Regions from separate parts of the Sus scrofa genome. Here region 2 is linked to region 1. A link is a contact called in public HiChIP or PLAC-seq data. All regions are on one chromosome and are shown on one strand. The core of a region is the stretch at or near the end of the contact, and the rest is flanking DNA. Distances in the headings are between cores, read along the strand shown.

Region 1 (2,700 bases), core at 87-2,586:
TGGGTCTAATCCGGGCAGCGCAGTGGCCACTGGAGCAGGCAGGAGGGGAGCAGGGTCCCAACCACATCTAACAAGATGGCCGATCAGCCTGCCTGCCTGACGCCAGCACTAGCCACCAGCCCCCAACACGCAGGACATGAAGCATCTGCCAGGCGGGTGCCGGCTTTTGATCAGCAGCATGTCGAGCCAGAGACCTGCAGGGAAACGGCCAGCCTCCCGGGGCCGGCCGGCTGGAATCTCTCTGTCCCCTTGAGAGAGGGGCTTGAAGGATCTGAACAGATTTAAAAGTGGGGTGCAGGCAGAGGGACGGGGAGCGAATGAGGGCGGCTGTCTCCTAATACCAGGTTACTCCCTCTCCTCTAAGGAAAGCATGACACCCTTTCGGTTCCAGTGATTGGAGCAGGATTCCTTGGCTGCCTTAGCACATGGGGCTACTCTGCTCCTGAGATCTGAGAGTCCTTCAGCCTCTGCTGTAAAACCTGAGACCTCCAGAGCGGGTGCCTGGTTTCCCAGCTATCAAGGCACCAGGGTGTGGCAGTGACCAACTGCAGCAGGGCTGTTTACAAGACACTTGAGGCCCCTGGCCAGAAGCCTTCAGGACGTCCTGCGTTTTCTAACTGGGGCCTTCAGCTGATAGCTTTAGGAAACCCCCATCTGTGTCCTTAGCATGGAGGCTGGGGCTACCCGTCAAAGCCTTGTGTTAAAATACAGGCCCCTCCTCTCAGCCCCCTTCCTGAGCCACCAGGCCAAGTGCAAGCAGAGGTCCAGCCACAGGCAGATAGCATGTGTTTTGTGTCTCACAATAGCAGCTACGTGACTTGAAGGGCTCTTCTCTTAGAAAACCAAATGCCCACCAGTTTTGCTTATTTGCTCTAACCTTCAAAGAGCCCAGAGGTCCTTTCCTAGTTCAACAAATAAATCCAGTTCCATTCTAGCAGACTCTGACCCACAAGTTCTATTGTTACGCCTTCCCTGAATTTCCCCTGTTCCATCCCTCTCAGCACTTCAGCCCCAGGCAGCTAACCCTTCTTTCGTTTGGGGGATAAATCAAACTCTGGGGGTTTTTTTTGTGTGTGGGTTTTTTTTTTTTCCCCCTAATTCTTTCAAAGCGTAAGGAATGTTGACACCCCCTGAAACATGCCTCTGATGTCTGGTTAGACTTCAGACGGCTGTATTTGAACGCGTGCTGACGCAATCGGGCAGATTGGGTTAAACCAAATATTACAATTGCAAGAACTCATCTGGAACTAATAATTTTGAGGCCACCGAAAGTAAAAGGGCCCAGCTTTGGGGCGGCCAGCGGCAGAGGCCAGGCCAGGCCGATGCTGCCACCTGCCGTGGGCGCAGGGAACAGGGCGCGCCGCCCCGGCCTTCCTGTTTTGTTCAGAACGCACTGGCTCCCACGCACACACGTTCCGCAGCCAGCCAGACCAGGGTTATTTTAAAAAGCTAGCACCTCTCCCCAGCCCTCGGTGTAAAGATAGCTGGTCTGGCCGCCCTAGCTTTGCTCTGGGGGGAAAAAAAAAAAAAGACAACCTCCCAATTACAGAGCCAAGGCTGGCTACAAAGGCAGTTGCACTTGGAGCCGGATGAAACATGTGCCCTTGGATTGAACAGATCATGTGTTAGTGGCTCACTTAGGAGAAAGGCTCGTTCAAGGAAGAATTTTTATTTTGTGGGGGATGAAGAGAACGCACAACTCTGGGTTATGTCGGCACACTGCTGAACTGCAAGTCACATGCCAGATCCAGAAATGATGAAAACATCTGTTTTCGCTTTAGACCAGCAAGGCTCTGGCGGTGGGGAGGGGCGAGGGAGGGAAGGGCTGGGTTTGCTCACCAGCGCCATCTGCTGAGCCTGGTGTAGAAGCGCCTGCGTCCCAAGCACAATGCAGGTTGCCACTCACCCCAAGAGGAGGGGAGATCAACAGGTGGGGGGAGCGGGGGTCTCTGCCCCGGTGATCACTCGCCTTGGAGGATAGCCCTGATTTTGCCCTGGGGACTGTGCAATTCCGTATTGCCTCGGAGTGTTCACAACAAAGAGCTTTGTCCCTGGGGACTGCTCTGGGGCAGAGGAGGAGGAGGAGAGGGAGGCAGCAAATGAATTCCCAGGTTGAGAAGGAAGGAGGTAAAGGGGGAGGAGAGTAGCTCGTTGGTGGTTTGCAGACAGTAAAATTTGCTGTTCTTTCTGGCTGAAATCTACCAGAACAAAGAAACAGCACCGTGTCTCTCGGAAAATTCCCAGCTGCACTTCTCCCAGCCTTCCCTCTTGCCTGTTATGGTGGCTTTCACTCTGCATGTGTGAGAATGTTCCAATAGTCACAGAGATCATTCCCGACAGGCCAGGGTGGATTAAGCCTTGAACGTGAAATCCACCCAGCCTCCTATGAATGGAGGGCTGGGGGTGGGTTCTGAACAGGAGCCATCCTGACAGCCAAGCCACTGCCTTTTTTCAATGTTCAGCAAATATTTACTGCCTGCCTGCAAGGTGCCCGGCACTCACTCAGCACAACTATTTGTCATAAAGTTTTAAAAACAATACAAATATGTCAGAGGAAAATGTATGTTTAATGTCAAGTGATAATGACAGCTGTGAGTTTAGAAAGAGTGAGGGGATTCCAGACCCTCAATTGACCTTTTCTCAGTGTTTGGGTGCAATTCTGAGAAGTTTGAATCCCCCAATCATCCCTTGTGTAGTCTA
Region 2 (2,935 bases), core at 178-2,677, 690 kb before region 1:
AACAGAAAGCAAATGGGGAGGGGGAAAGGACGGGGGAACATAATGGGTATGGGGTTTTCTTTTGGGAGGACAATGTTTTATAACTAGATAGAGGTGATGGCTGTAAAGCATCGTGAATATACTAAATGCCACTGAATTGTTCACTTTAAAATCATTAATTTCATGTGCAGTTTTAAAAAATACTGTGGGAGAAGAAAACCTAAATAAGCTGACTATAGAGGAAGACTTCTGGACTCTGTATAATCTTGGTCATTTGGTGAGTTTGTGAAGACAGTTTCTCTTCCCTACATTTTTTTGCTCTGCCTTTTGTAGCCTCATCTTGACACCTTGGTTTTCTTTTGCTCCATGAGCACTGAAGTTCTGTTGGAGTCACTTCTTCCCTTCATTCCCTGACTCATTCATTTACCTGGTGTCCGGGAGAATGGTAATTAATATGTGATCTGGGACAGAGGGCAGCGAGATGGCCCTGCTGTGTAACTTTGGCAGGTATCTTAACTTCTCTAGTCCTAGGAAGACATCAGCTAGATCATTTCTTGGGACTCTTTCTGTTTTAAATTTCTAGATTTAAGAAATAAATAATGCATTGTTAGGTTTCCCTTAAACATCCTGCCAGGTAATTTCTCCAGTTCTTTTACTTTGAATTCATTTATCAAACCTAGCTAGACAGACAGAAAAATAAATTACACTTCGAATTAGCCTCCCCCTTTTCATGAGACCTCAATAATGAGGAGAAAATTTATCTCTATGCCTGTGGTAAAACTTCTTGGACCGGGAGAAACCTTTCTTCGTAGTTTTTAAGATAAGAATGCCCAAAGTATGAAACTGATACACTCTTAAGGTTTGAAAAACATCAAAAATGATTTTTATCTTTAATTATAGTATGTAACAGAAAATAGACCCTGCAATAACTTAATAGCCCATTCAAAACACTATCTTCAAGGGTCATTTAGCATTTCCATGATCACCTGCTATTTTTAGATACTTATGTAACCAAACAAAGAATGTGTTCTTGGCTATGGCCATGAAGACAAGTTATTATCGTGGGAGGGACAAAGGAATCTGAGAGGCTCATGAGAGACGGAGCCAATTGCAGAGAACATTTTAGAGAGCGCCCTTTCTCTTTAGTCTCCATTTTCTGCAATCAGGATAATGCAGTGCATTTCAGAGCCATTTTCATTTTTGAAGTGCTCTTTCATCATTAGCTAATAAATGCTCATCAATGAATTTTCCCTCGGCGTCTTGAAAGTTGGAGGAGAAAGAAAATCGCTTTCTATTTCGTAAGTATTCTTCCCCTTGGGGGCTCCCTTCTTGTGCTTCTAATGGAAACAAGCAATAAATTACACCTACTCATTTGAAGGGACCAAAGACTACCATTTGTTCCATAGAGAGTACCTAGGAATTTGCATCAGCTATGAATGACCTGCAGTACCTACCTCACTAGAATGGCAGAAGGAATGCCTGTCTTCCACTACCAAGCTCTATTCTGTTTGGTGTCTCATGGGCAGGTAACTGGAAGGATGCCTTTGCAGGGTGGTGGTGGGGTGGGGGGGCTTCTTCTCAGGGAGCTGAGTGTATAGAGTTAGGCTAAGAGCAGGTGGTGTCCGTCTGAGCGTGGGTTTCCCATGGACTATGTATCTCTAATTTCTAGGGTCAAAAAGTTGTTTTGTATGACCCATGCTTCTCCCCTATATCATCTTAGTTCCAGTTGCACTTGGCTATGAGTTTCACAGTTGCTGCTGTGGTGAATTGCACTACACATGCTTAAAGCTGCTCCTAGCCTTTTCTAGCTGCACATGGGCTTTGAGGAAGACAGTTTGATTTGTAGCATGAGCTGTCTTACTGGGTTTTACTGCCTTGTTGTGGGTAGTATTGTTAGCCAGTAGATGTGTGATACAAACTACATACCATGAGCCATTTGTAACTTAAAATTTTGTGATAATCATGATAAAAAAGTATAAAGAGGGGAAATCAATTTTAACAGTATATTTTATTTAACCTAATATAGCCAACAGTTTATCATCTTCATATGTAATCAATAGGAAAATTATTAATGGGATATTTGACACTCTTTAAAACCAAACTTGTGACGTCTGATGTATATTTTATACTAAAGACACATCGTTTGGATGAGCCACATTTTGTATGCCTGTGGCTACTGTATTGGACAGTAGGAGTCTCTAATCATAGTAGATACTATTTTAACCAATATTTTAGGATGAAAAAGAATTCTTGAATTATTACAAAGTCAAATTCTGATGTAAATGGCTAAGTTTTCTCTTGAAGGCTTTCTGTAAAGCATCTCTTGTTTTTCCAGGAATGGGGGACTGTTAGAGGTTTCTAGTATTTATCATCCGGGAAAGGGTTTAATACATGTTTTCTCAAACATGCCATTCACTCTGGAGTTAACATAGCATCCGTGAATTATCCTTCCCTCCCTATTTTGCTTTATGTTTTGCTGTACCTTGTGTTTAGATCTCCTAGAACCAATAAATGACAAGACTGCTGATTTTAGTGATTAGGGTTTGACTGTGTGTGAGTCCAGTCTTGTAGTAGCTTCCCTTTGTTTTTCACCCAATCTTAGTTTTTGGTGGCATCATCCTCTAAATTAATTGTCTCTACTTATTTGTCTGTGGTTGTGTTCTTATGAAGAAAAAGGTTACTTTTTAGACTTGTAGAGTCTCACCTTAACTGAAGGAATTCTAATGGGCAGTAGCCACAACCACAGGAAGCAAAGGCACTGGGCGGCGGCGGGCGGGGGGGGGGCGGGGAGGCTGCAGATCACCCCCCCCAAAGGCTTGACACCATTCTTTTGCTAAATACCTCATTTCTGGGGGACGGCAGTATCACAAAATTAGTGTCTTTCCATCAACTGGAACTTTAGTCACTGGCATTTCCTCATACCTATGCAAGTGCGATAACGTTGATGATAAATTTA

The links. HiChIP or PLAC-seq counts read pairs in DNA pulled down with a chosen protein or histone mark.
Region 2: an H3K27ac HiChIP or PLAC-seq map of skeletal muscle shows a contact between it and region 1, with 11 times the contacts expected there. The contact joins two enhancer-like sites. A contact is called at or near these places in 2 of 47 Hi-C or Micro-C datasets (heart right ventricle and liver) and 1 of 2 datasets of contacts at active chromatin or transcription factors (skeletal muscle).

Annotation. Positions count from the first base shown.
Region 1 is chr9:48,666,132-48,668,831 of Sscrofa11.1, reverse strand. The region is part of intron 1 of LOC110255448 (a long non-coding RNA gene); the gene reads right to left. Among named protein-coding and RNA genes, the nearest start is that of SORL1, 230 kb to the right of the region's middle. Within about 2 kb of position 1,336, at least 58 of the 83 cell types and tissues checked have an H3K27ac peak or open chromatin away from gene starts, as enhancers often do. A contact at or near this core is called in skeletal muscle, where this site is marked.
Region 2 is chr9:49,356,318-49,359,252 of Sscrofa11.1, reverse strand. The region is part of intron 1 of LOC102164776; the gene reads left to right. Among named protein-coding and RNA genes, the nearest start is that of MIR100, 200 kb to the right of the region's middle. Within about 2 kb of position 1,427, at least 5 of the 83 cell types and tissues checked have an H3K27ac peak or open chromatin away from gene starts, as enhancers often do. A contact at or near this core is called in skeletal muscle, where this site is marked.